Linked DNA regions of Mus musculus: all the other regions are linked to region 3. A link is a contact called in public Hi-C and promoter capture Hi-C data. All regions are on one chromosome and are shown on one strand. The core of a region is the stretch at or near the end of the contact, and the rest is flanking DNA. Distances in the headings are between cores, read along the strand shown.

Region 1 (5,510 bases), core at 1,077-3,576, 6.0 Mb after region 3:
GGTAGGGGTGGTGGTACATGCTCTTAATCCCAGCACTCTGGAGGCAGAGGCAGGCAGATCTTTGAATTTGGGGCCAGTCTGGTCTACGTAGTGAGTTTCGGGACAGCCACGGCTTCATAAAGAAACTGTCTCCAAACCAAAACCAAAAACCTGTTTTTTAGTTTTATTGTGTGTGTGTGTGTGTGTGTGTGTGTGTGTGTGTGTGTGTGTGTCTGAGTGTATGCCACAGAGATAGTTTTGTGCTAGCTCTTCTGGGTCTGGAGTTATAGTTAGTTGTAAGCCACAGGACATGGATGCTGCAAAGTGACCTCAGGTCCTCTGGAAGAGAAGCAAACATCTTAACAACCAAGCTCCCTCTCCAGCGTACTTCCTGATTCCTAGGGGTTCTTTGTCCTCCCTGGAATGTTTCCATGAGGAGTGAGCAGGTACACAGCCTATCCATAACCTGTGCCTTGTTTTCTTTGGGCATCAGGTATATTCGGTTTATGAAATCCACCGAGACGTTCGCTTACTGTGTGTGCACTTTTCTGTACCTAATACTTACAAAGTGATGTTCTTGAAGAAGGTGGTTCAGATCCTTCTGTTCCTAAAATGAGTCAGTGGCAGAAGAAAGCAAGGTGTGAAGCCCTATTCCAGCTGCCATGGAGAACACCATGGCAACCACGTGGTTCTAGACTCCCATTTCCAGTGAATACCTGAATAAAGTGTGGGCTCTAGTTACACTGAATGCACTGTGACACTCCAAAGGAGGGAAATTCGGACACACACTTACAATGTGGATGAGCCTGCATGACAGAATTACTGAATTAAATAAGTCAATACAACAAATACTGTATGGCCTGGAGAAATGGCTCAGTTGGCAAGAGCATAGTGTGCTCTCGCATAGGTCTCAAGTTCCATTCTTACCGTGTGTCCTGGGTGGTCACTACTGCCTGCAATGCACTCTCCAGAACGCCAGATACTCTCCTGTAGCCTTGGCAGGCACTGCATGCACCTGGTGCTCAGATATACGTGAAAAACACCAGTGCAAACAACAGATGTTTAAAAAGCAAGCACACAAAAACAGTGGTGTTAGTGTTGGTAACACATATCCTGAAAATTGGAAGGAAAAAAAAGTGGATAGCTTCTAGGGACAACCTTGGAGGTTGGTGAGCTAGCTTCTGGCCTCTACATATGCACCATACAAACAACCACCCATACACCTGAACACACCACACACACACACACACACACACACACACACACACACACACCACACAGACGAGCTATCTTCTGGCCTCTACATATGCACCATACAAACAACCACCCATACACCTGAACACACCACACACACACACACACACACACACACGACTTAAGTTCTTGTTTTAGTTTTAGTTTGTTTGTTTAAGGGGGATTGGCCTGGAACTCACTTAATAGCCCAGGCTGGCTTTAAATTTGCAGCATTCCTCCTGCCTCAGTCTCTCATGAGCCACAATACTCATCATAAAATTTTTAAAATTTGTTTCCGACTTGGGAAAAAAATATATATATATAAAGGAGAGAGGCTTTCTTCCCTGACTTCCTGCCAAAGGGGCTTCTTCCTTCCTTTTGTAGGATTTATTTTTATTATTTGTGTATGCCACCTGTGCGCGGGGCAGGGGTTGAGGGTGGGAAGTGTCCTCTGGGACGCCAGAAGAGGGCAGAGTTGGAGCTGGAGTTACAGAATGCTGGGAACCGAACTCCAGTTCTCTGGAAGTGAGGCAAGCGCTCTTGTTGCACCATCTCTCCAGCCCCGTCTTCCTCATTTATCTTTACTCCAACCTGTTTGTTCAAAACCAGCTGCTAGAATGAACTTTGCAGTGACTCTGAGAAAGAACTTGGACTTCTCAGTCCTTGAGAAATCTGAGGAAGCTCTGAAAACTGAAGAGAAACCCACTTCCCAATTTCTCTAGTGTCAGAATATGGAGGTCCTTTTTTCCCCTCCAGCTACAACATAGAGATGACTACTATGGGAGTCCCTTTAGGTGCCCGTTTAGTGTCGGCTGGCTCCATTCTGGCTGTGATCCTGAACAGGAAAGGTGTTTTGTTTTGAGGAAGCAAAGAGCATCAATAGATTTGCTTATTGCGTGAAGAAGATATGGAGAGGAAACAGTTGGCGTTCTAACTTCCTCAACTGCTGATAGAGATAACCCGCCAGGCCTCCCACTCTGGGGCGTAAGGCGTCGCAGGAGCAAGACCTATGCAATTCTCGCAAAAAAGTCCCGAATGACCGCGTCCATCACGACTACGCCCCGCCCCCCAGAGGGCAGCTATAGCACCAATCATCAGCACGCAGGGCGGGCTCAGGGGAGGAACCTGCTGTTGCCCCAGCAACAGTCGGGGCACCCCAGGAGAGCGAGGCTGCGGATCTATCTACCTCAGATCTCCCTCCGCCTGGAAGGGCCCGGGAGGGGAGCGAGACTAGTCTCGACGGCGCCCGCAAAGAAGCCCGTGAACTACCATCCCCGAGGCAGCTTTCACTTCTAACGGTCAAGTACGCGGAGGTAGGAATGACGCATGCGCTACGCCTACGGGCAAGGGTAAAGCGGCCCTACACCCGAGACGAGACGCATGCGCCTTTTGAAGCTTGGCTGATCTGCCGCGAAGGGGCGGGGCCTTGCACATGTGGGCGGGGCCACAACCCTGGGGCGGGGCTTTCTAAGCGTCTGAGCCTTGGTTTATTTATTGGTGCAGGTTCCCACACCTCTGGGAGACTTCCCCATTTTTCTTGGGCTTTTCTGGGGACGTGGCTTGTATCTGTGATGAAGGCCACATTGTCAGTGGGTTGGTGGAACTAGCTTAGAATCACAGTGCTGTTCTTTATGTGATAGGCTTCAGTTTTCCCAGCTGTCAGATGGAAATAATACAGTTACCTCACAGGGTTGTGATTGAATTTTTCCTTTCCTAGAGCCATGGCTGAAGTGCACGTGATCGGGCAGATCATAGGGGCCACCGGTTTCTCGGAAAGCAGCCTCTTTTGCAAGTGGGGCATCCACACAGGTATCCTCCTCACACCTTGTTCATCTCCCAAACAATACCCAGCTCCCTCCCCTAGCCTAAGTCTCCATGTTCCTTCCTCGATTCTCCAATGAACTCATACTGTTTGCTTCTCTTTATCCTTGTCTTTCATGTTATCTCACCATCGGAAAACATAGCCCCTAAGCATATGGGGCTGTGACATAGAAAACACGCGCGCACACACACACACACACACACACACACACACACACACTTCCTGTCCTCAGGCCAGTAGACAAACTAGGTGTGCTTATGCATATCTGTAATTCCAGCACCTAGGAAGCCTTCTATTACAAGTTTGGGGCCCTGTCTCAAAGAAAAGAGCACAAAATATATACAAGATTATTGTAAGTTCTAGGGAAAAAAAGAAAGTGATGTGCTGGGGGCTGATTTGGGATGTGGAGGTCTGAGATCAGAGAAAGCCTTTCTGTGCAAGTGGCACTTGAATTGGGGGGCAGGAGGAAAACAGCCGGAAATGGGCACCCAGTAGCAGACGTTTCAGGGCAAAAGGAACAGCCGCTGCCAAGGCCTTGAGGCAAGGGAACAGGATGGGACCAGTGAGGCTTGAGGGTGGGGAGCGGCAGTGGCAGATGAGTGACAGGATCCAGGTCACACATGGGCCTTCGTGGCAACAGTGAGGAGTCTGAAAGCTTCGTGTGTGTGTGTGTGTGTGTGTGTGTGTGTGTGTGTGTGTGTGTGTGTGTTGGGAGGGGGCAGTTAGAATCCCAGAGAGCAGATAAGGTGAAGGCATTGCCCAGAGCGTTTAGCAGAGCATCTGGGGTGTAGTGCTCAGTATGTGGGCACTGCTTCTCCTTGCTCCTCACTGGGGTTGTGATGTGCTCGCAGATGGTGCCCAGTCTCTTCTTGGTCTTTGACGGAGGCTTCTGAATGTGGGGTGCATAGAGGAAGGAAAATGCTGGGGATCTCGTCACCCGGGGAGCGTAGGTCATCCTTAGCTACGACAGAGGTTTGAGGCTAGCCTTGGCTATATGAGACCTTGTCTTAAGAAAGGAGGCTCTCTGTTGGTGCTGAGAGTGCAGCTCATCAGCAGAGCATAGAGCGTGTGCCTCTGGATCACATCGCCAGCTGCAGTCATGAGGATTAACAAGTGAATAATATTTTAAAAATTCATAGTTCATCCTTGCTATGTGAGTCCTCTCATAACTTGTGAGATTGTGTTTTTTGTCGCTTGTTTTATAGACAGGGAAACAGAGAGAAGCTACTCTGCCAGGGTTGCATCAACTTGGGCTGGGGAGTGTAGACTGTTGCTAGAGAGCTCTTGCATATGTACTGCTCTAGGTTCCATCCCTAACACTGCAAAATACAGAACACATATATGAATCGTGCCAGGATTTCTACACGGGATTCTCTGTGTAGCCCTGGCAGCCCTGGGAACTCCTTCTGTAGACCAGGCTGGCTTTGAAGTCACAGAGATCAGCCTGCCTCTGCCTCCCCAGGGCTAAGACCAACTGTGTGCACCACCACTGCCTGGCTTTATTCTCTCTCACGTGCTCTTCAACCCCTCCAATTTTTCTTTAGAGACTGAGACCCACATTGTAGCCCATGCTGACCTGACACTCATCAGGCAGCCCAAGAAAGCCCCAAACAAACTCCCAAGTGCTGAGATTTCAGATGTACACTGCCAGTGCCAAGATCTGGATCCAGACACTTGGCTCTAGAGTCTACACTGTGTAACTCCCACTCCCAGATACCAGAGGGAACAAACTCATTGCCACGGCAGGTCCCCTTCTTGAAGGTTGCTATCCCCCAAACCCTGATGTCCTGGTTCTCATTACAGGGGCCGCATGGAAGCTCCTCTCAGGTGTACGAGAAGGCCAGACACAGGTAGACACACCCCAGATAGGGGACATGGCTTACTGGTCCCACCCCATTGACCTGCACTTCGCTACTAAAGGTCTCCAAGGTGGGTACAGGATGACAGGATGGGGAGGGGCAGTCAAACTAAGAGGAGCTGGGCTTGGAACACCATGGCTGTCTGCTCCCTGTACTTTGTGGGTCCCTTTTCTGGTACAGCCTCCCCTAGAGCAGTGCATTTGAGGCCTCACCCGAGCTATTCAGAACCCTAGGCCTGTGGAATGTGCCGGAGGTTGGGGTAGAGAAGATATCAGGAAGTGGGGGTCAAGTGGGAGGGGCCTTTGACTAACGGCCACTGAGGAGGCTGCATAGGGTAAAGAGAGATAGATAGGGAGGAGAGGGACAGGAAATGGGCCAGTTGCCGTTGCTCACACAGGCAGAGGTTCTGCTCAAAGGGGAAGTGAGTCTTCGAGGGAGGAGGAGGGTATCATGTCAGTGCAGCTTTTCTGGTTAAAACACAGCAGATTCTGGGAATGAGGACTGTTGACTGAGCCTACGTCTGTCCAGCTTGAGCAGGGACATCCCCAACTAAGAAGGACCCTCCAAGCCCTGTCATCAAGGGTTCCATTATAGGTAGAAGATAGACCTGTTTCCAA
Region 2 (5,252 bases), core at 700-3,199, 7.5 Mb after region 3:
CCTCGCTGTCCTCAAACTCCAAGCACTCCTCCTACCTCAGCCTCTAAAAGACTGTGCTGCCATCCTCTACTTTCTTCCTTCCTTCCTGTCTGTCTGTCTGTCTGTCTGTCTTTTTCCTACTCAGGGACTCACTATCTGGTCTTGAACTGCAATCCTGCTGCCCCAGCCTACCCACTGCTGTCTGTCTGTCTGTCTGTCTTTTTCCTACTCAGGGACTCACTATCTGGTCTTGAACTGCAATCCTGCTGCCCCAGCCTACCCACTGCTGGAAGTGCCAGCACACTGCACTTTTCTTTCTTTCTCTTTTTCTTATTTTAAGAGTATTACTTTGGCCAGGCAGTGGTGGCGCACGCCTTTAATCCCAGCACTTGGGAGGCAGAGGCAGGTGGATTTCTGAGTTCGAGGTCAGCCTGGTCTACAGAGTGAATTCCAAGACAGCCAGGACTGCACAGAGAAACCCTGTCTTAAAAAAAAAAAGAAAGAAAGAAAGAAAGAAAAGAAAAAGAGTATTACTCTGTAGTCCAGGCTGACCTCTAACTTGAAGCAGTCTTCCTGCCTCGGTTTCCCAAATGAGAGGGTTATAGCACACAAAATTATTTTTATATAGTGTTTACCATATACATGCCCATCACAGTCCTAAAGACTCATTTAATCATAAATAAAGCTCTAAAGATAAAATTATACAGCTCAAGAGATGGCTCAGCAGTTGAGAGCAATGACTGCTCTTCCAGAGGTCCTGAATTCAATTCCCAGCAACCTCATGGTGGCTTACAACCATCTATAATGGGATCCAATGCCCTCTTCTGGTGGCTCTGAATACGGCTACAATGTACTCATATACATTAAATAAATATTTAAAAAGGAAAGAAGGAAGTATACTAAGGACTTCTACTTTCCAGACTAGGAAAATGAGGCCAGAGAGGTTAACTGACGAAAGCAAGACTACACAGCTAGGCACAGCTAAGCTACAAACCCAAACTAAAGGTCTCCACAATGCAAGACCTTACCTGATGCATTTCAAAAGCCATTTCAACAAGAATTAAATCTGACCTCCATTCCTCTTCACTTCACCTCCTACCCCCTCTCACTCATTCACTCTGTCAAGGCCTCTGACGTTGGGCCTATGTCCTAAACTGGTTACCTCCTCTGGTAAGTGTGCACCAGATTCTGTGGCTTTTCTATGAGTGTTCAATGAATGGAGCTGTCTCTGATTGTCGTCAGAGATTTCTACTGCCTTCCAACCTACCTCTACCCACCTGACACTGTACATCCATACTGATTGCCTAACTCTGAACCTTGTCTCCCCATCCTCTGTCCAGAACCCCTGGCCTCTATCCTTAAACTTATGCCGCATTTCTTGACGCTAAGTTTCAAATCTATAACTCAAGAACATCACTCCAGCCCTCTCAAACCAGATCAGCCCACAGAGTGTGCAGGGTGCACAGCATCTGTGAGGCTCTCTCTGTAGTCCATAAAACCTGACCCTTGCTGGTCACCGTCAGCCCCGCCCTATCCACTCATGCTCCGCCCAGGAAGGCTTGCTTCCCTCTTCAAGGCCTACCCCCTACCCTAATCTACCAAGACTAGGTCCCTTAAATCCCGCCCTAGATCTTTTTAACCCGTACAGCGGCCTCTTCAAGCTCCACCCAAATCGATTAGCTCAGCCCCAGACCCACTTAGCCCTGCCCCGTATCCGGGCAGACCCCGCCCACCTGACCAGAAAGCCCCGCCCCACTTCCACATCCACATCCACTACGGGCCCAGCCCCCCCTGCTTCGGCCCATCAGCCTCACCGTAGGTCTCGGCCATGGCTCAGTGGCGACCGCTGAGGGCCGCAATATGGCGCCGCAGCCGCGCCTGTTCCTCGGCTGGCAGCCGCTCCACTCGGGCTGCAGCCTCAGCTCCTTTCCACTTCTGGACCCGGCGCCGCCACTTCCGCCTTCACCGCCCCCCCCCCTCCCGCGCGAGCCTCCGGAGCTGCGGATACCAGGCCACGCTCGCCCAACGCAGTGATTGGTGGATTCAGGAGGCAGTGGGCGGGATAAGCGGCGCGGATTGGTGGCATGAGAGGGGCCGAGTCAAAAGGGGCGTGACATAGAAGAGCGATTGGTGGAGCAAGTGGGAGAGGGCGGAGGCAGAGATGCTGCCCTAGCGGTGGAACGGATTTGGTCAAATATCGGGGAGCAGAGACTAGACTCCGTATTGGTTATACGTAGGCACGGGGCGGGGACAAGAATGCCAAGAAGGAGCAAGGGCAGGATGGACAGAGTTGGAAGAATGGATCTCAGGCTGCTGAGTGTAATTTCTAACCCCATAGACCGGAAAGAGGAAAGCTGAGGACACGCGCACATTTATCCCTATCTACAAGAAAAACCTCTGTTGGTCGGGCTCTGGGGTCGCGCATGCTTTCAACCCCAGTACTCAGGAAGCAGAGGCAGATGTATCGCTGAGTTCAAGGCCAACCTGGTCTACATAGTGAGTTTCAGAACAGTCAGGGCCTACATAGAGAAACCCTCAAAACAAAGACAAAACAAAAAAACTGTACGTTCTATGCGCTTCTCGGGATCTATTGGCTCATACCAATGATTCAACTCCCTTTAAAAGAGAGGAAAGCGTACATATATTGTACTGTTTACCCCCTTGCTTGGGGGTCCCAAACCTTACCTTGGAGCAAAGGGCTTGCAAAGTGAAATTCTGCCTAGTAGCCACTGACGTTACAACATTCAGGGCATTAATTGGCTATATTCAGAAACCCGTGAAACATTCTTTGCACATACCCACCCAACCCCAAAAACCAAAGAGACAAATAGTTTGCCATTGGCTGCTGTATTTGCATAGAGCCGGAAGGGTAACTGCAGGGATAGCGGTAGGCTGAGCTCACTGGCAGTAGAAATCCCATTGCTGAAAAAGAGTAGATAGAAAACCAACCAGTGATGACATTGCAATGCGCCTAGTGGTTCTAACAAAGTTATAGCTGCAAGGACTAGGTTTGATCACCCAGAAATGAACACATTAGCTTCCAGTACTGCACCCTCTGCCATTTCCCAATTAGAGATCACTCAGCACTGGGCAGGGCCTGTAAACTCAGCAGCCCTCAGGAGGCTGAAACTGGAGGCTAGTGATTTTGAGGCCAGCTTGGGTACATACCAACAACAAAAATAATTACTTCTCATAAACAGGTAAGCAAATAAAGGAACTATCATCCTACTCCCACCTCCACCCCCAAGACACTCACATCGGTCTTCATATCAATTTTGCCAGGTTTCAGAGTCAGGTCCTCCCGGACAATGCTACTGGGGAAATAGCCCAGGCGGGCTGCCAGGTCTCCATAGTAACCTCCCTGAACCTGGAGAAGAAGTTAAAAGTCCATCTGGGGAAACGGCACTTATGCTTGCTGAACGCCTGTGTACAATCTTCCCTCTTACTTGAATCTCAGCTTAAATGCCATTTGCTCATGGATAGAATGTTGCCACTACAACTAATCCTCACAATGTCATGTTTGCTGCCACTTTTGATGGCTTGCTGGTTGCCTGCCTCTACCCCTTTGTTCACTGTTGTATCCCGGGTATGAAAAAGAGCTTTGGCGCTAAGCTTCTCTGTAATTTCTAAAGAAAAAAAAAAAAAATGCAATAAGTAATAAAATGTCCTTCCTTCCCCCAAATCTCGTTTTCCCCTCCCCCCAAATCTTCCCTTCATATGGAAAACAAGGCTTTACAAACCCAAACAAACCCCACACCCTTCCCATTATCACTCTCTGAAGACTCACACTGCCTCCCCAGAAAAGGCGCCCACGGCCCTTCAACTTGGAGAAGACATACACCACTTGGCCCCTATATATAGTCAAGAAGCGGCAATCAGGGGCCACGTAGTCCTGGAGGGCCACAGCCATGGAGATAGGATCTGGGGAGGGAGAAGGAAATGACAGCAACTGCAAAACAGACTAGCAGTCCAAGCCTTCAGCCCCCTTCCCTTGTTCCCTGACTCTTACGGCTGCATTCCTCGTCCGCACACAGCTTCCAGTCAGCCAGCTTGGGCATAGCTCGATCAGCCCTGCTAGGCCCTGAAAAAACAGACAAGACGACGATGCCAAGGAGCACTGGGGACCACACCATCATGGACTGAGAATGACCAAGTGAAGAACGAGGTCTCTGGGCTCCTCCTGCCCTCCTTCCAGGCTGAATATCAAGGAAACCTGTGTTCTCGATCCTGTCTCCGCCCCAAACCAAATTTCACCCTCACCCACTCCCCAAGGTTGTTCTCCAGCCAGTACCATTTTAGAGAGAGGGTAAGGGCTATGGGCCAAAGAAAATGCCTACTCGAGCCCAAAGCAATTCAGGCAATTCCAAGTAGCGATCACCCCCTGGATAACTAGAGACGCAGATAGGCAGGCTGGACTATCTGATTCCACCTTCAAGTCGTTTTAGGTACCTGGACCCTCCAGAGACCAAGCTAGAGGAGCCAGTATAGAAAACCACCCTGGAATTTCCTGTGCTGAGGTCTGAGAACAAGGCAGTTCTTTGATTAGCAGCCACAGCCAGGGTTCCCAGGTACTGAGCAAACACTCAACGTCTGGCCTCAGGCTAGGCACTGTCCCACCTGGCTCACTGTGCACATTCACAGGCTACTTCCTCACTAGAAGCTAAGCTATTCTAGCTTATGAGCTTCAACCCACTCATCTATAAAGAAAGCAATGAAAGCAAACAACTGCTGCATGTATGTCTGAGTACTGCATGTGTGCCTGGTATTTTTAAAGGCCAGAAGAGGGTCTTGAGTCTTCTGGAACTGGAGCTACAGAGCTAGGTGCTAGGAATCAAACCTGGGTCATCTGGAAGACCCACTCGTGCTCTGCTCTTAACCGCTGAGCCATCTTTCCAGCCCACTCTTTTTTCTTGAGACACCGATCTACTACTGCACAGCCCTGGCTGGCCTGGAACTCCCTATAAAGACCAGACTGGCCTCAAACTCTTAAGAGATCAACCTGCCTCTGCCTTTCCAAACGTGGGTAAGGCATGCACCAGCAAATCATATGCATGTGTGTGTATGTACACCCACACAAAATATATATGTGTATATACTATATATATGTATGTATGTATATATACACATACATATATATGCATGTGTAAAAATCATATATGTATATATCAGGGATGGTCTGAATTGCCTCAGGAGTAGCCCTGACAAGCCCAGTTCACAAAGAAATTGAGCTAAAGAATGTATGTCTATGGTAACTGAACCAGGAAGGGGAAAAA
Region 3 (5,066 bases), core at 1,160-3,659:
CAGGAATGCACACATGCTTACTCCACACAAAAAAACCTGCTAAGGACGTATCAGTCAGTGAGAATGCTTGTCTAGTATGTCCAGGTTTGAGTTCCAGCACCAGATAAAACCAAGAATGAGGACTTAGGCCTGCAATGGCAGCACTTAGGGGAGGCAAAGGCAGGAGAACTGACAGGTTAAGATCATCCTCTGCCACAGGTCAGTATCTCCAAACACAAACAAAACCCCACAGGGAGCACGAGGAGAGCTGTAGCTCAGACCTCTACCTCCCGCTCCCACCAGCTCCACACCCCTTCTCTCCATCCCGAGGAACATACCTGAAGCACCCATCTGACCCATCTCCCTCGCCAAATTTCTGTGGCTCTCTAGCACCCCCTAGAGAACACCCAAGAAAAAATCTTGACATTCCAGGTGCTCTATCTGGTTCAAGCATCCAGGTCATCACTAAGTTGTCCCCAAACCCAGCCCCTCACCCCCAGGATGAGATAAAGAACAGTATGTTAGGGATATTACTGCAGGAAGGAATCACCCATGTCCCAACACCTTGGCTGCTCACTTGCTCACCTCCTTCCCTTCATAGCCCCCTTGAGTCTGTCACCTGGCCACTGGATTTCCTTAACAGATGTTAGAATGACTGAAGAAATCTTACCTCTGTGGGACTCAGCTGCTTCGTCCCCACGTATGTGACCCCAAAGTGGTAGTTGGACTCCCCAATTGTGCCGAGGGCTACTGTGTGGGTCACCTGGGAGAAAAGAGTAGGTGGTGGGGGTCTTGGCGATAGCTGGGGGATGCAAACTAGAGATGTGGAGATGGGGAGTGAACACCGGGTGTCAGGCCACGACTAGCAGCATCAATGCCCAGGGATCCAACAAAACACCAGGCCTGACCTGACGAGATTAAAGGTTTCTAGTGAGAAAGTGGTGCTGGGGTGGGCGCCACACTCACCGTTTCCACTCCTACTTGACTTTGTAGGGTAAGAATTATGGATTCCTAAACCCTAACTCCCCCAGGCCCCAAGTAGTCACCCTGGAATTCTTGAGTCTTCCTGTTAGTTTGTCTTTTATGTTTTGATATAGGGTCTTTTGATGCATGCTGGTCTGGTCTTGGGAGTACGATCTTCCCACCTCTGCCCTGGCCAGTGGTGCCATTGGAGTGCTATCTGAATCTTGCTACCTACCAAAAACCCCAAGCCTTTAAGAGTGAGGGGATCTGTATGCATGGAGGAGTATCGCTGTTGTGACCTCTGGAGGGTCAAGGCACCAGAAAGGCTCACCTGGAAACGGTTGCTCAACCCTTTGTTGACTGTAAGTTTGACACCTTCCATCTGAACTGGAAACAGCTCTGCAGAAGAGAGATGCTGTCATACCCCAGATTCTTCTCCCATCCCAAGCTCTCTTCACAAACTCTTATCTCACTAATTCCACCACTAGAGGAACCTTGGCCCTTTGCACATTTTAAACCCAGTGCAGTCACCTCAACTTAGGAAATTCACTCTCCTGCCTAACTTCTCATGCTTACAGTTCTCACCACACAGAACTGTCCTCAGTATTTAGTAAGTTAACACACTTAACTATCGAGAGTAAGAATGTCCTCCCTCTTATGATCAAATTGTCAAAAGATCCTAGGCTAGGATCCTTGGGTCGAACCCCTCACAGGAACATTGGGGAAAACCTCTTGACACCGTGACCTTGGACTATAATTCCCTTCCTGATCACACTCCTGAATCTTGGTGGGGTTGGTCCCCTGGCTCTCAGTACCCTAAGACTTCTCCCTCCTGCTGTGGCATTCTTCCCCAACGAGTTCATCATCTGATCGCAGTTTCGAGCCCCAAGTTCAAGGTCCCACCCTTCCAATCCATCATCAGCTTCCAACGTTCTGTTTAATGATTGCAACGATGTGCGCCAATCCTCCGGGGGGTCCCTTCCCTTTCCCTGGGGCTACTCGGGCCTGGCGCCCCTCACCCTTGCACTTCCGGTGGCACTCCTCGAACGTCCCCGGGTTGGGCAGGCATCCGCAGCTCCCATCTTCCGAGGCCGCCGCAGCGCCGCTGGCCGCAGCCCCGGGAGTCCGTTCCGAACCACGGCCAGTGCTTGACCCAGTGCCCAGGCCGCCGCCGAGCGGCGGCAGAGTGAAGCCTGGCGGCGAAGGAGGCGGCGGCGGGAGCCCCACGAGGGACGGCGTAGGAGGCGGCGGTGGCCCTGCGGGCGGAGAGCTGGCAGCCAACACGTTCCCCATGGTATCTGCGAGGGGAAAGGTCAGAGGGCAGGGATCGGGGCGACACGCACACCCCCGGATGCAACCCCAGGCCCTTCCCACCCAAAGCGGACTCGGCTCTCACTGGCGGCCGCGGCGGCTCCTCTTCCCGGCCTGGGCTCCGCTCCTACCCCGTGCGCTAAGCGCAACCGAACCCGCTGCCGCCGCCGCCACCGCTGTTTTCCCGCCCCATGGATTCTATTGGTTCGGTGTCCTCCGAGATCCGCCCACCGCCCTAGAAGAAAGACATTCTATTGGAGAATTAGCAGGAAGTTCCACCCTTCTGTTGAAGCCCTACTCCTATTGGTTCCTAGTCGAAATCAGTCAGTGCAGCTTCCTCTACCTTCCTATTGGCTCGTGTATCCCAAGTTCATTGGTTCGCGACGCCGCGGGGCTGGAGCTAGTTCGCTATTTGTCGATAGCACACGCATTGACACGCCTACCTGCTCATTGCCCCGCCCTCCTTTTGGAGGCGCGGAGACCCGCCCCAGAAAATGCCTTGACTATTGGTGGACCTTGGCTCAACTCACATTCTAATTGGCTACAGTATGTCTAATGGGCCGGCCATGGTGACGTGCGTGCTAGGTCTCTCATTGGCCAATGCGCCAGGGTCAGGGGACATCAGTAGAGGTGCGTTGCGCTGCAGACGCTGCTAGGCAGCAAGGTCAGGTCTCGCGTCCCGACAGGCACCGCGGTGGAGAGGCAGGGTCCCCGACGGTAAAGCCGGAAGTGCTGCCCCTTCCCACAGTGCCTCGGGAAGGTTTCAAACCAGTTCTGGGATAACCTGCCGGCCTCTGCCTACCCACAATGCCGCTTTCTCCCTTAACGCCGCAGCTGCCTTGACCCCCCCACCCCCTTTTATTTTTTTACCCATCATGCCGTCTGCTCCTTGCGTCACTGTAGCTTCTATCTTTGGCCCATTCATTCCTTTCCCATTACCCAGCATTCATTCCCCCATTCATTGAGCTTCAATCCCTTGGCTCGGTTTAGCTCGTGTCTGCCTGTTCACGTTTCCCATCCTTCCGGCCTTTCTCTAATGAACTATCTTGGAATCTTTTACCTTCTGGCGACTACCCACTACGCCTACAGCCCTCGTTTCTTACTTTGCTTCTGGCTCATTCGTTTAGCTCCATTACCCATCACGCCTTGGGGGCTTCATTGAAAATAGTATTTGCCTCATGATCTTAGACACTTCTTGCATGCCTACCGTTTTTTCTTTTGGTTGATGCGGTTTTGCTTATGACTCATTAATTTCTGGGGCATTTTTTTTTGACTTTTTGGGGAGGGAGGGGAGTCCATTCTCTGTTGACTTACAGATCACGGATGCCTTTCAAGCTTCAGGCCTCATTGTACCCCACTCACTTCACATCTCACAGAAAACACAAGACTTTATCAAAGTAGAAACTCATATTATGTAGGAAATGCTTACAAAATAAAATTCCCAACCCAGATGCCCAGATTCTCCATCACACACACATACACACACCATCCCCTAAAGAGGGATATGTAGTTCTCATCTCACTGGGTAGGGGTTAAAAGAATTCAGTAGTCCTCAGGATAAGAGCAGAGTCTCCCAAACTTGGGGTGGCAAGGCACACTTGCATTAGGTTCTCCCCTCTAGCATTGGACCTGGAATTCATGCTCTGGAGACAGGAACCTGGGTGCTGAGGAGAGGGTGTGAGAAACCTGAGATTCCTGCCTGCAGGAGTAGGTGGAGATGGGGAGGTCCTACCTTACATTGGGGAATCCTCTCCTTTTCACCTTTGGGGAGCAGGGTGGGGAGGGATCAGGTGAGCTTCTGCTGCCTGGAGGGCTCAGGTCTGAGCAACAGGGAGCCCCTGATCCCGTTCTTGCATATCTGTTGGACTCTATTGCCTGAGGACAAGTGCAAGGTCCGATTCCTTTGGGACTTTAAGGGTTCTTGAGATACTGAGTGGCATGGTCAAAGGGTCGTAGTCTTAGGAGTCCTTGGGGGGGGGGGGGGGGTCACAGGTGGTGCAGAAGGATATGGTGAGCTCCCTGCCAAGGGAGATAAAAATCTCCAGGTTTCCAGTTGTGCAGGTTTGCCTGCCTCAGACATCATAGATTGGACGTCATGGTGGAGTCACTAAGAAGTCACAGGTGGATTGCAATGGGTGATAGTTGTCCCTGGTCTGCCTGGAAGTCAGAGTGTCCTAGATTACTGGTGGAAAGCTCATGGGTCAAGGGTGAAAGGTGAGACGTCAGAGCCCCTGTGCCTCCCTCACACATACATGGCCCGTGACACAAAAAAGTCTTTGCTCTGGTAGGAGTCAGAGGGGCTGGGGTAGGACAGGGCATCATAAATAGGGTTGATTTTATCCAGGAAGTCTTCCTCCTCATCATCTTCCTCCTCATCTTCGAGACTCAGGGAAACCCCCTCCACAACATTGGGTCCTGGAGGCACCAGAAGAGAAGGTCCCAGGCCTGTAGCCCCCAACAGCAGGGGCCCTGACCGCTCTTCCAGAGTGGGCAGCTCGTGATACCGAGGCATCTCCTAGAAGTGGGGAGGGAGCAAAAGCAAGATGTCAAAGTCACCTCAGTCTCAGGATGGCATCCTAGATCTGCCCCCTGCCAATCAGATCCAACTACACCACTGCCATCCTTTCTCCCTCGACCAAACTTCTCTGTACAGTCACTTCTAACCCAAGCCCAGCACGGACCTCCTTACCCTGTCTCAGTCTTCCTCTTTGATCTCTGAAACCCAATCCTTACCCAAGAAAATTTGACCTCTGGGTTCTCTGTCTGTCTGTCTCTCTCTCTCTCTCTCTCTCTCTCTCTCTCTCTCTCTCTCT
Region 4 (5,525 bases), core at 81-2,580, 7.6 Mb after region 3:
GGGCGGGGTTGGGGTGGGGGTGGGGCACGGCACGGGACTCTCACTTACCCAGTGGAGTGAGTCCGTAGAATTGGGCTTCATGGAGGAGGCTGGAACCATGGACACCCCTGGGTAATAGGGGAGATTTGGGTGTAAAAATCTAGGGCATAGGCATGAACAGCACATTGCAAGGAGAAAGGTATTGAAACTGCCCAGAGACTACCGAAGCCTGGCTAGTTTCAACCGGCGTAAAATTCTAGGGAGGTTGAGGGTGGGGTACACCTGCCAATCCAAGACATGGGAGATAAAGACTGGCCTGATCTGGATGGAGTTCTAGACAGCCAGGGCTACAGAGCAAGGCCTTATCTCAAGCCAACAAACAAATACATACTTTCTTTAAAATCTAGATAACAAGGATGAAGAATGGTGCAAATGTGTGGGCATATTTTAATGGAAGGAATATAACATGATCAATAATTCTAATAGAATGGAACACATTTACTTTTCGAGGAGAGATTTTATACAGTGGCAGAATTCACCCATTTACCCATACCAACCTGGGATCTAACTCTTTGGTCCGCAGGAAATTAAGGATGGGGGCAAAGACGGTGGGGTCCCGGTCGATGAAGATCTGCATGGTGGGGTGGGGATGGAGGTGGGGGTCATGGAAAAGACCTGGAATAAGTAGGAGCTCCTGTCCCCCATCCCACCCGGAGTCCCGTTTTTTGATCTAGCCCTACTCACAGCTCCGGTCTCATCTTTCAGGGTTGAGATGCGTCCGCTCAAAAGACTACAGGAAGGGGAAACCGAGGAGGAGACATGGGCCGAGTTGCAGAGGTGAGTATTGTAGAAATGGGTCTCCCCACACCCTCTTCTTTCATTCCCTCCTACCCTCGCCCCAGACTCTCCTAATCACCTGGAAAAGAAGGAGTCTGGGATCCAGGTAAGCGTCTGGCGAGAGGTACTGAACCTGGGCGATGGGGTAAGGAGAGGAAAGAGAAGAAGAGGTGAGGACGCTGCCTCCTCCACTGAGATTCATGCATTCTCCTTTGGCATTTCTTTCTTTCTTTCTTTCTTTTTTATTCAAGCGCCAAGCCTCCAGCTTGAGGCGGAGCAATTCTTGATGGACAGGGACTACCACCCCCACCCCCAGAAGAGGCGGGCATCCCGCCTCGGTCCCGTAGGATGGGGCCTCGAGGATCTCCCACACTCACCGCTTGCCCCCTACGTTCAGATGAATCACTTCCCCGGGTGCTCCCCGACTCGGGACCCCCTCCACTGCAGTCGTCGCGACGGCCATAGCCCCACCCCCCCGCAAGCCGGCCGGCTCGCACCCACTTCCGGGTGTGCATAGACCCCGCCTCTTCCTCTTGCTCATTGGCCTAGAGACTCCAGGATCCACCGGCGATTGGACAGAGAGCTCGCTCAACGCAATTACGGTCTCTGACTCTTTAAAGAGGGCCGGTCTTTCCTGGTTTCGACGGGGCGCACTTGGGGATCCTTTGGAGTGATTTAGTAACTCCCCCCCCCCTTTTCTAGGTTCCCTTATTTTGGTATAATACATAACGAATGTAGGCGATTCGTTGAGGAGTACGTGCGCAGATCTTGAAATGAGCCTATACCAAGGCTTAGGTATTTGTAGAGTCTAGGAGACTGCCTTCTCGACCTCGTCCCCACACCGGCCCACCCTCCAATCCTGTCTCGGATACACGAACAAACCAGCGAAGACTGTCAAAGCCAAAGGGTTTATTATAGGTACATACAGTGTGCGCCTGCCACACCGCCCCGCACCCCCTGCCTTGGCAGCGTCTCCAAGCAGCCACGGGGGTTGCCTGTAACCCTGATTCCCTCCGTCCCAGGGAGGTGCTCCAGCCAGAAGCATGCAGGGGGAGGGCTTTCCCACCCCCTCCCCCTCGGGAAGTGGCATTTACAGCTAGAATCGGGGAGGAGAGAGGAAGACAGTTTTGAACTTTGACTCCCCTCCTATTAAAAGCCTTCGCGGATGCGGGGCGGGGGGAAGGAGGGGGGGTCTACGTTTTTGCAAAAATAAACTAAGTCAGGAATTAACCGCATGGCTCTGAGATGGCGGAGTACAGGGGCTAAGGGCCCCTGTCCTCCCTCTTCCCAGACAGATCAAGGCAGCATTGGAAGTGAGGTAAAGGCAGGGAGGGAGTGTGTCCCCTCCCCACCCCCTAGCACCCTGGATGGTCCAGGGGACCTCACCAGCGCCCCCGTTGTCCATCCTTAGGGCGGAGAGGAGGCCAACAAATCACCACCTCCTAGATCCCTCGCCACTCCAGCTTCTTGGGGCAGGATCTGACGATTGGGCAGGGAGCTTGGCTCAACTGGCTCCCTGCCCGGCCCCACCAAGCTCAGTTATTGCATAAAAAGAATGGAGCCCCAGCACCTGGGGTGGGGTTGGCGAGCGGGAAGGGACCGAGATATGGCTATAGGGACAGCAATCCCCTACCACCACCTCTTGGAGTGCAGAAGTCCCTTCTATTTCAGGCCCACAGTGGCACATCCGCAGTCATTCCGGCCCTTGCGGATGAGAAGTTGTCTTTGTGTCCACAGTGCAGAGAGGAGGGGCAAGGAGACTTGTCAGACTCCAAGGTGGGGGAAAGGGTACCTGGAATCACTTCCGGCGCCCGCTGGCCCTACGCTCCCCGCCCTCACGCTTGGGGTTGCCCTCATCTGTGGATGATGTGGTAGGTAGTGTCTGACCCCATCGGGCGATCTCGGCGTGTTCTGCCACGGAGTTAGCCACAGCCTCCAGCCAGCCGTTCATCTCCTCCTGACGGAAGACGCAGGACAAGTCCATATTTGGAAGAGGAACTCAACCACACCGCCCTCCCTAGCTTCACTTTCCTGTTAGCAGGATAATGCTGACAGTAAGGATAAAAGAACAGTTACATGCCCCAGACTCCTCTCTAAGCACTTCTGTGGATGCACCCCCTTAAACAGAACCAATAGGATTATCTATAAAGCAGAGACCACCTCCACAAGCAGAGAGAAACAATGCAAATGAAGTACTGGGGGGGGGGGGGAGCTTGCAGAGACCTGACACCAGGCCTCTTGCTCATTGGTCCAACTTACTTCCTCTTTACAAAAGCCTTGAGATAAGTCATTTTGGAACCGCAAGAGGACCGGGTAAACAAAGGTATGCTGGAGCCTAATGAACAGTGAGTGCTTCCTCCCTCAGGAGGAAGGAGAGTGCTGACTCAGGAAGGCTGTCCTCTGCACCCAAGGCACAGCACATGGGTGACAATACGCATATCCATCAACACACACACACACACACACACAAATAAAATGTACTGGGGCAGGGTGGTGGAGCACCCCTTTAATCCCAGCACTTAGGAGAAAGAGGCAGGAGGCTCTCTCTGAGTCTGAGGCCAGCCTGCCTGGTCTACATAGAGTTTTCCAGGATAGCCAAGACTTCAAAGAGAGATCCTGTCTCAAAAAAATAAAAATAAAAACATAATTTGGGAACTGGAAAGTTGGATACATGATTAAGAGCACTGGCCACTGGCTGCCCTTCCGAGGGACCAGGCACCCATGTGGAGGCTCACAAGTACTTGTGAGTCTGGTTCAGGGGTACATCCTCTGGCTTTGGTGGAGCAACCAGGCAGCTGTGCAGTACACATGTAAGCATGAAGGTAAACAGACACATACAATAAAAATAAATCTTTTTAAAAAATTTTTTCAAAGGAGCTGGGTATGGTGGTGCATGCTTTTAATCCCAGCACATGGGAGGCAGAGGTAGGTGGATTTCTGAGTTTGACACTAGTCTGGTCTACAGAAAGCTCCAAGACAGCCAGGACTACACAGAGAAGCCCTGCCTCAAAAATAACAACAAAAAGCAAAAACAAAACAATGAACCCAACAACTCTTTTCTTTGTGTGGTGTATGAGACTGTACATGCTGGGGTTTGTACCGTGCACACGTGTGGAGGCCAGAGGAGGATCCAAGTGTCTTGTATCTATCCCCTAGCCTGATTCCCTCCAGACAGGGTCTCTCAGTGAACCAGCAAGAACCTCCTGTATTTCTTTACCCCCCCTCCATAATTAAGGAATTATGTAAGTCCATGGGCAGCCATGCCTGTCTGTCTGTCTTTCTTTCTTTCTTTTTAATATGGATGCTGGAATCCAAATTATAGTAGACTTTTTTTTTTCAAGACAGGGTTTCTCTGTGTAGCCCTGGCTGTCCTGGAACTCACTCTGTAGACCAGGCTGGCCTCGAACTCAGAAATCCGCCTGCCTCTGCCTCCCAAGTGCTGGGATTAAAGGTGTGCGCCACCACGCCCGGTTCATATCAGGCTTTAACAACAACCGTCTTCAACACTGAACCATTTTTCCAGCTCCAGTAAGGGAATATTTGTTATACATTACATTCAATCCCTTTAGCTCAAAACTCTGACTTGCCCCCTACCCACCCCCAGCACACTCAGGATAAAATCTTCCCCTAATATTGAGAAGTCCAGCTGCAGGGGACCTTTTTGGAACCATTTACCTCACTTCGGCTGTCCTCCTGCAATTGGCTCTCTTAAACCATTGCAATTCTGTCCTCTGGGACACTCAGCCCTGATCACTCATTTTGTTCTGTTTTGTGTTAATTTTGCTTGTTTGAATATATGCCATGTGTGGATATATGCTCTTAGGAGGCAGAAGAGGGCGCTAGAGCCCCAGAAGCTGGAGTTAAAAGGGAGTTGTGGTATCATGGGTGCTGGGAACCAAACTTGGGTCCTCTGGAAGAGCAGTAAGCACTCTTACCTACTGAGCCATCTCTCTAGAACCTTCATCACTCTTTTTTAAGCTTACACCCATCATCTTTCTGGCCTTCTGAGTTACCATGGCAAAGAAGACAGACCTAGTTATCATGGCTAGCAAGCACCTGCCCTGAATCCCTCCCCATGACCCCCGACTCCTTAAGCTCCTCGGGGCTCTCACTGCTTTCCTGTTACAACCCTGACAGGTCCAACCTGTGTGGTTCCTTCTATAGTCCCGTTATTTTGATTCAGGAACCACCCTGGGAGCTAAGCCACTAAGCTAAGGTCAACCTGTGGGATGAGAGGATCAGATCTTACCTCATCTTTAGCCTGGAGCAAGAACTCACTGCCATCCTGGGTCCTGCAGGAGACACAGGACTTCAGGTATCTTGAGGAACCCAACCCCTCTCCCCATCACCCATCGTCTTTCATGGGAACCAAGCGTATACAAGGAGGAAAGGAAGCGACGATGGGACCCCTCCCTTCTTCCCGAGGGAGGGAGGGACTCACTGGAGCTTGAAGACATGCTTCTTTTTCTTGTAGTCACTAGCCACCTCGCTGGTGGCTTTGTGCAGGCTGAGCAGTGGTTCCCCACCATGCGTGCCCCCTGATGCTGGGCCTTTGGAGTCCTTGTAGAAGCCCAGCTCCCCCTTGCTGAGCACACAGTACAGGCTCACCCATGACCTGGGGTGATGAGATGGTGATGAAGGCAGGGCTACATCATTACCATCACAAAGCGTATGCTGGGTCATGCTACTTTGCACCTTCCTTCCGCTGG
Region 5 (5,573 bases), core at 1,781-4,280, 7.5 Mb after region 3:
CCCAGTACTCAGGACAGAGGCAGACAGATCTCTGTGAATTTATGCTAGTTCCAGGTCAGCCAGAGCTACATATAGAAACCCTGCCTCGAATAATAAAGTACATAGGTAAGACCTTTTTAGGAAAGAATTCCAGGGCTGGAGAGATGACTCAGTGGTTAAGAGCACTGACTGCTCTTCCAGGGGTCCTGAGTTCAATTCCCAGCAACCACATGGTGGCTCACAACCATCTGTGATGAAACCGGATGCCCTCTTCTGGTGTGTGTCTGAAGACAGCTATAATGTACACACATAATAAATAAATCTTAAAGAAAAGAATTTCAATGTTTAAAACAATGAAGAAATCTCATGTCTAAACCATGGGTGATGGCACACTCATATAATCATATTACACAGGAGGCAGACACAAGACATTCTTATGTTTCACTAGCCCAACACCAACCTGGCCTACATGATAAGAGCCAATCTCAAAAAACAAGAGCCTGGGTTTTACATGGGCACAAGGTCTTGGGTTTAAAAAAATTATTTATTATTATACATAAGTACAGTGTAGCTGACTTCAGACACACCAGAAGAGGGCATCAGATCTCATTGGGGATGGTCTCTGGAAGAGCAGTCAGTGTGCTTAACCTCTGAGCCATCTCTCTAGCCCAGGGTCTTGGATTTTTGTTTGTTTGTTTGTTTTTGTTTTTTTGTTTTTTCGAGACAGGGTTTCTCTGTATAGCCCTGGCTGTCCTGGAGCTCACTTTGTAGACCAGGCTGGCCTCAAACTCAGAAATCCGCCTGCCTCTGCCTCCCGAGTGCTGGGATTAAAGGCGTGCGCCACCATGCCTGGCAGGGTCTTAGATTTTTAAATAAATAAATGAAGATGATTTCATGTCTAGAGGACTTATGTTCTAGGCTCTGACACTAGATCATTACCTCAAGGTTGGTTGGTTCTTTAATTACTTATGTGTACATGTGTGCCTGTGCAGGTGCATTCAGGTGCCTTTGGCGACCAGCAGGGGGCATCAGATCTGGAGTTGAGCTTACAGGTAATTGAAGCTACCTGGACACTAGGAACTGAACTCGGATCCTTTGGAAGAAAAGCAAGCATTCTTAACTGCTGAGCCCCAACTCCAGCACCTTGGGGGTTTGTGTGTGTGTGTGTGTGTGTGTGTGTGTGTGTGTGTGTGTGTGTGTGTGTGTGTGTGATAGACTTTCCCTGTATTCTTGGCTGTCCTGGAACTCACAGAGATCCTCCTGCCTCTGTCTCCTGAGTGCTGGGATTAAAGGCCTGTGCCATCACCACCTGATACCTCTTGTTTTCTAATGCCGAGGCTCACACATGCTGTATCACTGACATATACCTGCAGCTCCATGCTTTCCTCTTATTTATTTTGAGGTAGGGTCTCAAGTAGCCCAGTCTAGCCTCAAAACCAAGGATAGCCTTAAATTCTTGCTTTCCCCGCCTCTTTCTTCCAAATGCAGGGATTATAGACATGCACCACCATGGCTGCCTTCATGATCCCAGTGTACCAGGGAGAGCTTTGAGTTCAAGTTCTACCCTTTCCTTGCCCTTGTTTATGTCATCTGCAATGAACTCAGATACATGGAGTTTGTGGTGCGAGGCCACTGTGAGCAGTGGCCCTGTGGGATTATCCACTGAGGTGATTTTTCAGCCTGTCCCTTATGGCAAGCAGCCTGCAGCTCCTGAGTCAGACCCTCACCTTTGGAAGAGGACTGGAGGTGCTTTCAATCTTGAAATTGAGTCACCCATTGGAGGGACATTGGGCACAGGCCCAAGGTTTCAGGATGAGTCATCTCTTCATAGGCTAATAAGAAGTCAGATACGGGAACCCACCTCAGACATCATACAAGTTAGAGAACATGAGGTCCAGAGAAGGAGGAGGGCTCTTCTGAGGTCACACAGTAAAGGGACAGACTTTCCCAACAAAGGGGGTGGGGCTAGACAGCGACAGTAGGGTGCCGTGAGGAACACATCTCTTCAATTGTGGGAAAGATGTCCCAGCCACCAGCTGTTTCTATTCCAGACAGCAAGAGGAGTGAGTCAATTTTCTCTCATGCCAAGGCTCCTGACTCAGCGCTGGGAATCTTGACTGAGTGTGTTCTGGGAAATGTCAGGCCTTAAGGAAGCAGGGTTCCCACTGAGGGCCATCTCCTAAGTAGGCAGAGTGGAGAGTAGACTGCAGGAGGGAACACCGGCACAGTATGCCGCCAAGGGGAGTCATGGTGAAGGCAGAGAAGAGTTCCTAAGCAAGGCAGTGGATTTATATGTGCCAGGAAGGAGGCTGGGTGCCAGGACGTGGGTGTTGGTACAAAGTGGAGAGGCTCCATGTGCAAGGGAAATGTTTGCTTGGAAGAATATGTGTTTAAAGATTTCTGGGGTTGGGGCTGGCGAGATGGCTCAGCGGGTAAGAGCACTGACTGCTCTTCCAGAGGTCCTGAGTTCAATTCCCAGCATCCACATGGTGGCTCGCAACCATCTGTAATGGGATCTGATGCCCTTTTCTGGGGTGTCTGAAGACAGCTACACTGTACTTACATATAATAAATAAATAAATCTTAAAAAAAAAAAGATTTCTAGGGTTGTGGCTCAGTGGTCAAGAATCGTCCCTGGAATGCACAAGGCCCTGGATTCGTGCATCCGTGGTGGCAGGGGTTGGGGGAGGATGTCCAAATACATAGGATAGATTTTGAGCTTGGCAGGCGGAAATGTAAGTGGATATAATGGTTCAGACCTGCAATTTCAGCAGGTGGGAAGTGGACGCAAGAAGAGAGAGACAGAGAGAGAGACAGAGAGACAGAGACAAAGAGGGACAGAGAGGGACAAAGGAGGGTAGAAGAATTCTGTCAAGAAGGACCATTGGTCAGTACAATGAGCTCACGTGCGCACCGACTAACACAGAAGACCCACAGAGCCTTAGCCTAGGTTCCACCCCTTGCCACGCCTCCTCAGCGGGGTGAGTTTTTGCAAACGTCGGCGAGCTGCTGTGCTACCATTGGCTAGCTGATCAAAGGGGGCGGGTGTGCGGACGTTCCCGGAAGCTTAAGAGGCCCAGCGGGTGCTAGACCTGGAGCCTAAACCTGGTGGACTGGGTGCTTAGCAACGGGGGAGGTGCCCCGTAACGGGGTCGTAACGGGGTGTCTAGGCAGGGGGCAGCACAGGAATTGTGAATGCTTAACAGCCCAGGGTAAGGCGATGCCTAGCAACGAAAGGGGCGCTGAGAAGTAGAGAGTTGTCCTGGCGGCTCTGTGGACGTCTAGCAACGGGAGAGAACCTTAGCAACAGCGAGGAGTTTTGTGGGGATTGGGGAGGCGCTTATGGAAAACTTGAGTTCTTAGCAACGTGGGCGGGCTGGGGGGGGGGGGGTAACTAGAAGAAACCTGGAAATAAAAGGGGAAAAGATATGGGGGTTAGGGGGGCTTTTCCAACAAGAGCGCAAAGCAGGAGGCCCAGTACTGTAATCCTTATTATTTCTTAGGCAATGTGGCTGGAGCTAGGTGCCATGCTGCGCAGGACCTGTGGACCGCTGGGCAGGGCTGTTCGTCTGCCCTGTGGGGGGGCCCTAGGACCTAGGCCCCACTGGTGGGTAAGAGGCTGAGGAGGGGGCCTCCAAGGAAAAGAGGTTGAGGGAAGGGGGGTGGGGAGTAGGTAAAATGATGTAGATGGGTCTAAAAAGGATTAGACCTTCATTCTTTTAAAATCCACTTCTCTGCAGGGGCCATGTAGGAGTTGCTTGGCCCAAAGTGTTCATCAAGACCAGCCTGGAAGAGGCCTCAGTGAAGATGACATTCGCAGGGCACGGGAGGCCCGGCTCAGGAAGGCACCCCGGCCCCAGGTATCATTGCTTCCTCTTCCCCCTCCCCCATGATAGTCTGAGGAAAGTGGCAGCAAGTCTGCAGGGCTTTTCTGCCATCTTGTCCACCTTCCCTACCTCACACCTCTCCTCTTTCTCAGCTGAGTGATCGCTCTCGTGAACGCAAGGTGCCTGCCTCCCGCATCAGTCGCTTGGCCAGCTTTGGGGGTAGGTGTGACCTCGATCAGAGAGAACATTTACAGGTGAAGCAAGGGAAAGGGTGAATCAAAGACAGGGTTAGGAGGGAGAGAGAGACAAGGAAAAACAGAACGTAGACCTTACTGTTTATTGAGAACCTGATGTGAGCAAGGTCTTGTAGGCTAGGCCTGTGTTTATTTCTTCTATTGATGGAGGAGTGGGGGCTGAGAGGTGAGGTGGCAGGACTTTAGGTTCCGCAGCAAGATTGTTCAGACATGTATGAAACAAAAAGTAATGTGTTGCAACCAACCCTCCAAAAAGGAAAGGAGGTGGCCAGGACACCCACCTGGAATTTCAGCAGTTGGGATGTAGGTAGGAGGGAACAGGATGATCAAGGGTTCAAGGTCATTCCTGGCAACATAGAGAGTTTGAGGCCGCCTGTACTACATGAGACCCTGTTTAAAGGAGAGAAAGGTAAAGAAGGGAGAGAGAAAGAGGGAAAGGGCCATTGTAATCCCTGTTCTTGAGAAGCTAACACCGAGAGATTGAAAAGCCAAGCCTGGGAGTGCATGGCTGGAGGCTCAGCTGCCTGCTCGGTTACTACTGTAGGACTGCTTGCACTCACAAATTCAAGACCAGCCTGGCATCACAGACCTTGTCTAGGGAAGAAGGAAAAAGAGAGAGAGGAAAGAAAGAAAATAGCATATAAGAAAATATAATGGGCAGTGGTGGCACACGCCTTTAATCCCAGCACTTGGGAGGCAGAGGCAGGCAGATTTCTGAGTTCGAGGCCAGCCTGGTCTACAAAGTGAGTTCCAGGACAGCCAGGGCTACACGGAGAAACCGTGTCTCGAACACCCACCCCCACTCCCCAAAATATAAATGTTGAATATGGATACATACGTGTTTTTGCTTGTTTGTTTTGTTTTGTTTTTCTAGACAGGGTTTCTCAGTATAGTCCTGGCTGTCCTGGAACTCACTTTGTGCTGGGATTAAAAATAAATAAAATACAAATAAAAAATAAATAATTTTTTTTTTTCGAGACAGGGTTTCTCTGTATAGTCTTGGCTGTCGTGGAACTCACTTTGTAGACCAGGCTGGCCTTGAACTCAGAAATCCGCCTCCCTCTGCCTCCCGGAGTGCTGGGATCAAAGGCATGCGCGCACCATGCCCGGCTCATACGTGTTTATACACATATGATTTGTTTGTTTTTGAAGCAGAGTCTTACCATGCAGCCCTAGCTGGTCTGCAGCTAGGCCGGCCTGGAACTCAGAGATCTGCCTGCCTCTGTCTCCCGAGTGCTGGGATTAAAGGCCTGCACCACTGCACACTCCTAACACTCCCCAGCACAAACATGCTTTTTGTGATGATATCTCCTGTAACCTGGCCTGGCCTCAAAGCCCCAATCCCGACTCCTCCTTCCAAGTGTTTGGATCAGTGTTCATACAGTTGGTGGTTGGTGTGGCCACTCCTGAACCAACAGTGTTAATGCGTTTCGTTCTCACCCCCCCCCCCCTGTGAAACCTGTTTGACAGGAAAGCTCACATCTTGCAGAAAGGGAAACTGAGGCTCAGAGAA

The links. Promoter capture Hi-C pulls out the DNA fragments that hold promoters and counts their contacts. Hi-C and Micro-C count contacts between places; a contact is called where the count stands out from the background.
Region 1: a promoter capture Hi-C map of cranial neural crest shows a contact between it and region 3. The contact joins the promoter of B9d2 here to the promoter of Tomm40 in region 3. A contact is called at or near these places in 2 of 39 promoter capture datasets (cranial neural crest and second pharyngeal arch cranial neural crest) and 1 of 484 Hi-C or Micro-C datasets (CD4 T cells).
Region 2: a promoter capture Hi-C map of second pharyngeal arch cranial neural crest shows a contact between it and region 3. The contact joins the promoter of Rab4b here to the promoter of Tomm40 in region 3. A contact is called at or near these places in 5 of 39 promoter capture datasets (cranial neural crest, frontonasal cranial neural crest, hippocampal neurons and 2 more) and 1 of 484 Hi-C or Micro-C datasets (B cells).
Region 4: a promoter capture Hi-C map of frontonasal cranial neural crest shows a contact between it and region 3. The contact joins the promoter of Shkbp1 here to the promoter of Tomm40 in region 3. A contact is called at or near these places in 5 of 39 promoter capture datasets (cranial neural crest, frontonasal cranial neural crest, maxillary cranial neural crest and 2 more).
Region 5: a contact with region 3 is called in a Hi-C map of B cells, with 5 read pairs. The contact joins the promoter of Coq8b here to the promoter of Tomm40 in region 3. A contact is called at or near these places in 2 of 39 promoter capture datasets (cranial neural crest and frontonasal cranial neural crest) and 1 of 484 Hi-C or Micro-C datasets (B cells).

Annotation. Positions count from the first base shown.
Region 1 is chr7:25,678,454-25,683,963 of GRCm38.p6, forward strand. It overlaps B9d2 (B9 protein domain 2), which reads left to right and starts at 2,327. Exons shown (of 4, transcript NM_001362154.1): 1 at 2,327-2,525; 2 at 2,930-3,021; 3 at 4,838-4,963. The coding sequence starts at 2,934. It also overlaps a transcript of Tmem91 not described here.
Region 2 is chr7:27,176,934-27,182,185 of GRCm38.p6, forward strand. Rab4b (RAB4B, member RAS oncogene family) reads right to left here and starts at 1,950. Exons shown (of 8, transcript NM_029391.2): 1 at 1,794-1,950. The coding sequence starts at 1,809. Mia (melanoma inhibitory activity) reads right to left here and starts at 4,216. Exons shown (of 4, transcript NM_019394.3): 1 at 3,989-4,216; 2 at 3,767-3,900; 3 at 3,236-3,346; 4 at 2,808-2,901. The coding sequence starts at 4,112. The coding sequence ends at 2,878.
Region 3 is chr7:19,713,020-19,718,085 of GRCm38.p6, forward strand. Tomm40 (translocase of outer mitochondrial membrane 40) reads right to left here and starts at 2,410. Exons shown (of 10, transcript NM_016871.2): 1 at 2,339-2,410; 2 at 1,962-2,240; 3 at 1,274-1,341; 4 at 650-742. The coding sequence starts at 2,235. It overlaps Nectin2 (nectin cell adhesion molecule 2), which reads right to left. Exons shown (of 9, transcript NM_008990.3): 9 at 3,625-4,768. The coding sequence ends at 4,496. Gm38955 (a long non-coding RNA gene) reads left to right here and starts at 2,445. Exons shown (of 2, transcript XR_881874.2): 1 at 2,445-2,970.
Region 4 is chr7:27,354,678-27,360,202 of GRCm38.p6, forward strand. It overlaps Shkbp1 (Sh3kbp1 binding protein 1), which reads right to left and starts at 1,331. Exons shown (of 18, transcript NM_138676.2): 1 at 1,194-1,331; 2 at 896-949; 3 at 724-769; 4 at 537-610; 5 at 49-107. The coding sequence starts at 1,279. Sptbn4 (spectrin beta, non-erythrocytic 4) reads right to left here. Exons shown (of 36, transcript NM_032610.2): 34 at 5,258-5,431; 35 at 5,066-5,108; 36 at 1,706-2,773. The coding sequence ends at 2,615.
Region 5 is chr7:27,229,983-27,235,555 of GRCm38.p6, forward strand. It overlaps Coq8b (coenzyme Q8B), which reads left to right and starts at 3,031. Exons shown (of 15, transcript NM_133770.2): 1 at 3,031-3,191; 2 at 3,483-3,590; 3 at 3,720-3,839; 4 at 3,959-4,025. The coding sequence starts at 3,486.